Linked DNA regions of Sus scrofa: region 2 is linked to region 1. Evidence: chromatin contacts called from public targeted proximity ligation data. All regions are on one chromosome and are shown on one strand. The core of a region is the stretch at or near the end of the contact, and the rest is flanking DNA. Distances in the headings are between cores, read along the strand shown.

Region 1 (5,015 bases), core at 1,537-4,036:
TAGGTAGCAGGCAATCAAGTGCTTCAGGCAGAAAATAGGTATATTCAGCTTAAATGAAAAATCTGGCTGTTACCCATGCAGTGCCCTCTGGTGGTTAGGCTAGTGCTGTAGTTTAGGAAAAAAAAAAAAAAAAAAAGCTGTTATCATCAAACAGATTATTAGTAAAAATAGCCAATATTTAGTGATGATTTTCCATCTTCCAGGCCTGCCAAATAACTTATATGTATTCTCTCCTTTAATTCTAATAAAATCCTGAGATACTTTCACCTTTTTTGCAAAAGGGTATATTGATACTTACAGAGGTTAATTAACTTAACCCAGATCACAGAACTAATTACTGGGGATGCCAGGATTCCACACCAGATATGTTCGTTTCTCATCTTCTGTGTTATTCTATTTATGACTGTATAAAATATGAACGGAACATGAGACCTAGAAGGGCCTTTTAGAGAGCATCCTCCCCTGCAATGGACAAGTGAATAAATGAAGGCTGAGGAAGAGAGTTGCTCAGTTCGCTATTAAACAATCTAAGCTAAATTCCTGGGTCCTGTGACTTTTAAGATTGGTTCTTTTGATGGCACAAAAGCCGCCTGGCCTTATTTGATTTCATTGCCTCTCTTGTGATGGTCTGACATTTCCTTAGGTTAGTAAGACAGCACTACCTATCCTTACAAGAGAAAAAGGGGAGTCCAGGGAATAAACTCTCCCAAATTTGACAACTCATTAACTACATTTTATTAAAGAGATTTAATTGCTTGCCTTATATCCTGTTTTCATCTTTCTTCTCCAGTAGCAAATATCAATTAAATTCTAATAACAAAGAGTCTTACTGCAGTTGACAAATAATCCTTTTCAGGAGAATTGCCCTCAGTGACTCTCCACAGGCAAAATTTACATTCTTTCAGCCACAATTCTCTGCTGCTGTTTCCTCTAACATCCGATGTGACAGGCCTGCCAGGACAAGAAACAGGCTTGCCCTTTGAGGGCATTTTCCCATATAATGAGGTGGCTCCTGCAGAAATCACTCTGTCAGTGGTGACAGGTCACTATAACTCCTGAGTGCTGACCATACGGCTGCCTATAATTTACCCAGCGGACCAGCATCTGTATGGAACTGATTTCCTAGAATGATGACCTGATTTTGCAGTTAAGTTGTTGACCATAGAACAGTGTGTGAATGAGAAGGAGGAAAGCTAGATTCCCTGGTCAGGAGACTCAGGGAAACCATTTTAACTCATTTTTAGATAACCTTTTAGAACAACCTGAGCCTAAAAAATTGCTAAGACATTGGCCAACAATCATCGATTACATTCAAACAGAGACTCGTTCACTAACTGGCCTGACTATGGCATGAATGACCCAGATAACAGATTGATGATATGGTTTTCAAATTATTTTCCAATCCCTAGTGTATGCTTCTTTGATTTAGTCATAGTTTTACCTCCAGTTTCCATTGCTCTTAATTCACTCTAAGCAATAAGGTACTATAGCTAGCCAGCCATAATTTCAAGAATTACAAAAACAAAGAAACATTACCATCAGGTGGGTATATGTAACCCAGAGATGGCCATTGATGTTTCTGTGTGAAGCACAAGGTATTGTAATTTTAGATGTTAGGCAGAGAACAAGTGTTACAGCTCATTGTTCCAGGGAATTTAGTTGCATGATTATGAGTCAAACCATCTGAGTCTGCACTGGTATTTGAAACTCAATATCTCTTGCACAAAAGCTATGGGAGAAATGAGATGATTTCCAATACCTCTTTCAATTTTGGCATTCTATGGTTCTAGAAATGACTGAGAAGGTCATTAGTTGCTCTGTAAACAAACACAATAAAATCTATATGAGATTAAGAGCAATGAAGTCTGTGTTTAGTCTTATAATTACTTTATTCTATGTGCATATAAATCTTATATGCTTGTTATATGCTTTTATATATATATTCATATATATATATATCTTTTATAAAAGAGACCTAATGATGTCATATGAGGAAAAATGGAATCAGCTAAGTGTAATAAACAAAATGAAGAGGAGACAAGGATTTACATAATAGGAGTTTTTAAATATAGAAAGGTCTGTAAAGGTTGATCAGGCCAATGGGATTCAACTTTCTTTATATAGCTCTAACAGATACAAGTTAGGAGAAAAAATTCCATGTCAGTGTAACAAATTTGCTACCAAGTTGTTTGAGAATAGCGTAAACTCCCTCACTTTTCAGTGTGCTCTTGATGCTGTACTGAAAGTTTCAGCGTACCCTTGATGCTGTTTGAGCAACATATTCAGTAGGGGATTCAAGGATCATGTTCCTTGCCACCCTGCAAGGGTTTTGTCATTCCATGAATCTAGCCCTACTCTCTCAGTTAGGAAGTAGTCCTGAGACTACTCTAGTCCTTCTCTAGTCCTTCAAATGCTTCAAGAAAAATTCATTAGAGAATCACTACAAGCCCAACAGATAGGTCATGGTCTAATCTTTGACAATTTGTAATCCCCCCTCTAGCCACCCTACATGACAAAGAAAGCAATTTCCCCTAAAGGAATGTCCCCTTGCAATGAAGTTCCACGAAACCTGAGGCTCCACAGCCCTGGGTCTTTAATTCACTCCTCCTGGGTAGAGTCAAACTTCATCATGCTGCTAGAAGGAATACCTACCACAGTCAGGAAACTAACCGGGGAAGTAGATCTGTCAGAGCCTCTAGCCACCCAGAAGGAGCTCCAAGAATCTTAATCCTTAGTGAACCATGAAACTTCAGGGCAGGCAGTTTACAGCTGGAGGTTTGTTTGCCTATGCAAATTCCATCATAAATCACCTCATCCTCAGCTAAAAGGCGGAGGCCAAGGTGCTGTGTGGCGTTATCCCTGGGTCACCAAGGCTTAAGATTTATGAGGCAAACCAGCCATGGACTGGTTCCATTAACTCCCATTTTCCAGAGGAAGAAACCAAGATCCCAAGTAGAAAAGATTTTCCTTAGTCTTAAGAGATTGTTGAGACAGGAGTTCTGCCATCTGATGCTCCATTTTCTCTCCAGCCAGTCTGCTGAGATCAGTGACTTCAATTCCTGTTAATGTTTCCAAAGCCCTTAATGGTGGGAAGTACGGCAATGTGAGGTCAGAGGATAACCCCTCATTGCCTCTAATCGCTGACCGTGTGGCTGTGTATAACAGGCTGTTGCTAAAGAGTCATACAGCACTCCTCCACTCACGTCATCAACTTCACGTTTCCTTGGTGAGGAGTCACAACATGTGTTTCTTGACAAACTGCTTTCTCTTTTAGGGGTATTTAATGGTTTCTCCCTGCTGGCTCAGAATGGTAATAACAGCTTAGTGAATCAAAAGGGATAGGTGATTTTAAGAGGGGATGGGAGTAGTCCAAGGGAAGAAAGAGAAGGAGGGAGATAAAGTGCCAAAGACGCTTAGCTCTAAATCCCATGGGTAACATCACAGCGTCAAATTTGTCTTGATGTGGATACAAAATTTATGGGTGCATTTGAGTTCTATCTCTGTTTCTGGTAACACTTTATAATCCTGCAGGCTTGAGAACTCCTTTACCCTTGATGAGGCTGTGTTTTCTTAGCTGAGAAAGGGGATACCGTCCCCCTGCCCCCCAACCCACACCCACACCCACACCCACACACAGAGGCATGTATATACACATACAGTCTAGGTGCCTGGGAGGACTTAATTGAATCAGAAGCCATATGGAAAAGTTCTGAAAATGATCAAAGAGCACACCCAGAAAATGTGTGTGAGACTGACAGAGAGGTGGCAACAAACACTGGGTTACCACAAAGAGCCCTCTGATGATAACTTAGAGAGTTGTCATCACCTCAACCTAGACTCATCTTTGTTATAATCTTTGCTCCATCACTTCACAGTTATGTGGCATTGAGCAACATATTTAAGTTCCCCAAGGCTCATTTTTATCATCAGTAAAGCAGAGACAACAGTCTCTTCTCTTATCTGCCCCCCAGGGTTCTTGCAAGAAAGGGGTGAGCCAAGAGATGTGAAATAAAATGCTTTTAAACTCTAAACCTAGATTACATCCATGATTCAAGGAATATATGATTATTTCTGAACCTTAGGCTCCCCACAAAGGCACTGGACCTCCTGGTCCTCTGGCTGAGGAAAGATGCCAAGAGACCAGGCCTCCTGGGAACTTTATCTTCTGTCACTTGTGAAGCAGTAGGAGGCAATGATTAAGATAAGGACTCTAGGGACATACTGCTTGGATTTGAATCCTGGCTCCATCATTTCCCAGATGTCTGACCTTAGGTAAACATTTTATTTCTCTGCCTCAGTTTCTTTGTCTACTAAATTTGTATAAAATATAAATCCATAGGGCTGCTTAAGAGATTAAATGAGCTAAAACATATAGGTAGAAGCTACAACTATGAATGCTCCCTTTCCCAGGCTTAGTCCAATTTGGATCTCCTTCTGTAGGACCAGCCCACAGAAAAGATTTACCTCCGGGACCAGGGTATGGAGAGGCAGGTTATTGTTTATCCCTTAGTTTTCCTGCCAGGATTTGCTTCATCTAAGGACTCTGTTTGGTCTTGGAGGTTCAGAAGCTAATGGTTGCAAATTTCTCTAAGCCAATTTGGCTGTTCTAAATTCTTGGGTTTTTGTTTTTTATTTCTAGTTAAGTAGACTTTGGGGAGATGTTAGGATTGTGGGTCTTTTCATTATGATTTCACTATTAGGTTAAAATAAACAAGTTAGTCTGGGACCAATTCAACTACACATGTTGATATCCATTGTCAAACAGTAAAAAAAGTCATATCCTTTCTTGTGAATATTCAATGGAACCCCAGTTCTCTGTTGTTTCAGGTACTATAGGACTACCTTAAATAAAAGGGTATCTAAGACAAGTGAGATCATATTCTTACTTGGATATGGGCAAAATGTCTGGCTGGAGTCCCATAAATTGTCCAAATCCAAAGTTGGACAGAACATTTCTTAGACAATAAGCTTATGTTTTTATTCCTACTGATAGAGACACTTGACCCAATAGGTGC
Region 2 (5,015 bases), core at 1,120-3,619, 100 kb before region 1:
TCTGTGCCTTAGTTTCCTCATTTGTGATGATTTTTATGAGATGAAATTAATTTTCACCTGGAGATGAAGCAGTCAAGAGCATAGATTCAGACTTCACGAGCAGAATGCTCAGCTAGAATGCCAGGTTGACCGCTAGTGGCCTGTGACCTTGGGTGAGTTATTTGCCTTCTCTATACTCACTCTCCTCATCCGTTGAAGAGGGATAATAATAATAATACATATTTCATAGGGTTGTTGGGAGATTCAACAAGTTAATATTTACAGAGTTCTCAGAATAGTGCCTGGTACATAGTAAGTGCTATGTAAGTGTTTACTAAATATATAAAATTAAAAATGGGGGGGGGAAGAAAATAATTTAGTCTCAATAAAAGCTTGTTTCTTTGCATTTCAAACATCTAAAAAAACTTCTTTGGATGAAATATAGTATATGATTTAGGTCAAAGAGTGCTCAGTGAAAAAGAACACTTCTTTTAAAATAGTTTTCCACATTTTTCCTTTAAAATCTGTTCCAGGTGTATCAATACACATATATGTTGATTTATGCAGGAGTGTGAATTTGTGTTTCTATCAATGTTTATATACATAAATAAGTGCATTAAATATAACAATGTATAGCCAAAGGCCTCTGATTGCATTATTTGTTATTATATAATCCCCGTAATAAGGATGTTAGTTTCTGAATAAGCTGGTCAGTCAATACATTCTGGTCTGAGCCTCTTTTAATTTTCCTGTGCATTGACAGGACAGAATTGAGACTAAAAGAAGCAGTGGTGCTGTGCTCTAGTTCTGATCGCTGTTGCTTTCCAAAAAGGAATCGTGTTTACATTAGAGTATTTGGCAAGCATGAAGTAGTTGTTTTTTTTTTTTTTTTTTTTTTTTTTTTTTTGAAGACCTGCTTTTAAGGCCAGATTTGCTCAGGGTGGGGCCCTGCTCTTGGCTTAGAAGCCACATTCACCACTGGTCCCTTAGCTGGAAAACACAAGTGGCCAATTTTGCTGTGACCCATTGCTGCACTGTTAACGACCTGCAAAAAAAGAGAAGGTCCTTGGCAAACAGCCTTTAAAATGCAGAAGAATCTAGGTGTCAAAGGATCTTCATCCCCTGCGATAGGAACCTTTTTGTCACAATGCAAGTCATCTTTCCTAACTTTTAACTTGGAGGCACCATGGTGATTATTTCATTTGGCAATAACTAGGGTGACCCTGTGTAATGAGAATGAACCATCCTGGCACCAATCGGAATAATGTCATAGGCATTTTATTGACGGTTTAAGCACCCCAAGACTAATACTTTCCCAAAGACAAAGTCTTTCTCCTCTTAGTCCTCAGTGTCAGTGACATTTGGTGGCAGCTTTTTCATTTTGGTGCTATTCATGACGGCTGAGAGAGGTGCATGGAGATTCTCAAAAACAAGTAGACAGTGGACCACATCTTTTTCATCTTTGGCCACTGCTCCACGTTTTAAGTTTTCTGAAATCAAGATGTGCCATATAATTGCCTTTGTGTGAAATGGTGTGTGTGTGCTTTTCTCTAGTTTCCCTTCCCTAGTCCTAGGTAGGAATGCCCCCTCTAAATTGCCACCGGAAACCGTCTAAATCAATGGGGATGCCCACCTGCTGAGTGTAAAGAGTTTCACAGCAGGGCTAAGCCTGCCCTCCTCCCCCATTCATTTTCTTTCTGGTTGCTTGTTCACTTCTCTTGGAAGAAGCATTCAAACACTCCAGGTCTACTCCAGTTCTTTCCTTTGATGGTTCATTTGCAGGCTCATCCCATCATTCTAAATTCTAGAGCTCCTCATTTTTCGTAAGCACTGATAATGTTTTGCTACCCATCATAAGCAAATAAAAATTGTGGAGGGACAACTAGAGCACTGGCTATGTTTATTTGTGATTCTACACGACTCTGTTAAGCCACTGATACTTTCTAGGAACACGACCACTGAATTCGACGGTTAACGTGAATTGTTCCTGCGTTTGGATATTTGCTATCTTGACAATGAATTATATTATTCATTTCATTTGTCTCTGTTGTTGCAAGAGGCCTTGTGGATGGGAGTGGTCTTGCTAATCAATCTCTCTTCAGAGGTTCCCTCACCAGTATATTCCCTTTATTTAAAAAAATTAAAAAAAATAATGTGTATAAAAGGTGCGTCACAATTTGATCTACATAGTGAATGATTAGCTTGTCTAGCTAATTAAAGTATCACCAAGGTAGTGTGTGTGTGTGTGTGTTATAAGAATACATGAAATCTACTTTCTTAGAATTCAGTTAGTATTAACTATAATCATCATGCTGTATATTCAGTCTCTAAACTTAGTCATCCTACATAACTGACGGACAACTTTGTATCCTTTCGCAAGCATCTCCCCACCCCTGGTAACCACTCTTACACCCTCTGCTTCTCTGTATTCATTTTTTTAGATCCCACATCCGCATGAGCTCATGAAGGGTTTTTGTTCGTTTGTTTCTGTGTTCCCTTACTGTATTTTCTATAGTTTGGGGAGAAGAATAATTCAATTAGCATACAGAAGATTCAGCCTTTTCACTTGTAATTATGAAAACCTGGGCAGAGATGATGGTCAGCAAAAGACTAAAACTGACAAAGAAACACCCTCACAAGCCTGGACAAAGTCCTATTTCCCAACTCTGTGGGGCTCAGGACCTGGTGTGAGTCCTGCGGTGAGGTCTGTGGCTCTCTTTTTAAATTCTCTTCCTGGGGCTTAGGCTTTAGAAATTGGTAAGATAAGAGCTTGGCTTTTTTTTTTTTTTTTCCTTTCTTTTTTTTTCTTTTCAGAAAGGACAATTTGGGGCTGCAATTGGGGTGGCCCTTCAAATCAGGACAAAAGAGGCTTAGTAAGGCTAATATCAAATAAGCCCATAATGATAATTTTAGAAAGTGCAAATGAAAACACTGTATCAGAGAGTAAGCGGGGAGGGAGTTCTCTTCTTACAACGCCCGGGGTGATTTTGTGTTCATTAGTGATGAGTCCCAGACTGGGATCAAGATTAGAGCACTGAATCCAGAGACGATTGCACTACATTTCTGTGCGTTTTCTACTTCACTTATGTCGTCACTTGTATTCGGACGGCCACGTGACATAGTTGACTATTGAATCAGACAGGCCCCTGTTTGCATCTGGGGTACTTAATTATCGATCCGACCTTATGTAAAGGTCTTCCCTCTGGTAAATAGGAATGGTGATGTTTGTTTCATAGCATTGCTGTGAGATTTCAGTACATCTATGCAATGCACCTAGTACTAAAGGATATTCTTTCCTTCTCCCCTTTCCTAGATTATGGACTTTGTAAGTACTTATTCAAGTTCTGTTTAAAGATTAATGCATTTTCTAAAGAACTGAAGGAATGTCTTTTAGTGGCAGACTACATCCTTTACAAAACAGAAGAATCATTCAAGAGCTAATAACAGAAAGGTAATTAGTGGAATGATGATGGATGGTTTTGAAGTGGCAAAAGAAAAGGAATACCCCAAATGATAGCATTATTAACTGCAGAGAGGTTAAAAAAAAAAAAAAAAATGGACTCCAACAGATGTATGCATCTTTTAGGACTGTTGGTCATTTCTTTGTGAGAAAGATAATAGGGTGTTTTTTTCTTATTTCTGGAAGCAGAGAGTCTAGGGGAAACCTCCAAGTTTGAGGAGTCAAGTTCCACTACCTGCGCTGGGCTGTTGGTTCTTTCGTTGCCCTAGAGCTATTTCAACACTGCCTCCTGGTGGTGGGAGAAGAGGTATTTTATAAATAAATTAAAGGTGTAGGAGATATTGGATTAACTGGCTAATAAAGGTCCCCAAAGAGAACTAAAACTCTGAAAAACAAAATTGGAACAATATCAGATCAAACTGATATATGTTTCCCACTCTGGGTAAGAAACCATGTTAACCATGATGAGATGGATTTGGGAATCCTTTTACAAAATATGAGCAGTGGGTGTTTCTTTGGCAGATGACAGACTGAGTAAGGAAGAGTCACAGATTGGTTGAATGAAGGAGACAGAGATTATTTCATTTTAGTGGTTTTGGGAGGAACACTGTTTTTCCTTGTAGTCATTAAACTGGTGAACACCCAGGAAATTCAGTCAAAGAGTAGTAAAATATCAGAGTTGGAAAAGATAGTAAGAATCCTTGGAGTCTAACTCACCTTATTTTATTAAACGACTGGACCAAAATCATACAGCTAATTTATGGAAACTCTTGGGGTCTGGAATAGTCATTATTCACTGAGCCCTGCTTAAGTGCCAGGTGTTGTGTGAGATTATAGTGGTACAGTGGTAAAAATTAAATATAGCCCTTGTCCTAATGGAGCCACAGACACGCTGATAACTACATGTATTGTCTTTGACGGAGACAAAACTGTAAAAGAAATTTTCTTCAAAATTGCTATTTGATTGTATGGAGATATCTCAGAGTGGGCAGTGAAATCCCTGGGAATTTAGATTCCTTAGCATCGGCAGGGTTCTATACTAAGCACAGGCAGGTCCCTGCTTAATTTATAATTGTCAAGAACAGTGATGTCAAGCTCTTGTAGAGGATAAAAAATGAAGTCTTTAACATCGTTACAATAGATGGATCTCATTTTCGCATTACTGGTATATGTCTATAGAGGTTTGGGTGTGTCCAGAAATTTCTGGTCCCTACTGAGGAAAGTCAGCACTTACTCATTTTAGCGGACATGGAAGAAGTTTACCTGTCACTGTTTAAACCCATTATCCCAAGCAACACTGTAATTGTCTAAGTATGGAATCCACGAATTAGTTTACGACATATCCCATCATTATGATTAATGTAGTTAAATAATAGTAAATGGATTGTACCATTTTGTAATAGTGCAATGATCTCCCAATGCATGCATTTCAATGTTGAAGCCCCAACTGTCTTGAAAATTACTGCTGATGGCTTTTAGATTTTCATGTTTACCTAAGCAGAGAAGAGCACTGTGTGTGTGTGCCTGTGTTTAGCCATCTCTTCATCCCCCACTACTTTGAGCCGTGAAAACAAGA

The links.
Region 2: a targeted proximity ligation map of alveolar macrophages shows a contact between it and region 1. A contact is called at or near these places in 3 of 47 Hi-C or Micro-C datasets (embryonic fibroblasts and epiblast stem cells) and 1 of 2 datasets of targeted methods (alveolar macrophages).

What each region holds. Positions count from the first base shown.
Region 1 is chr4:17,430,277-17,435,291 of Sscrofa11.1, reverse strand. No RefSeq gene overlaps it. Among named protein-coding and RNA genes, the nearest start is that of SHAS2, 150 kb to the left of the region's middle.
Region 2 is chr4:17,533,300-17,538,314 of Sscrofa11.1, reverse strand. No RefSeq gene overlaps it. Among named protein-coding and RNA genes, the nearest start is that of SHAS2, 47 kb to the left of the region's middle.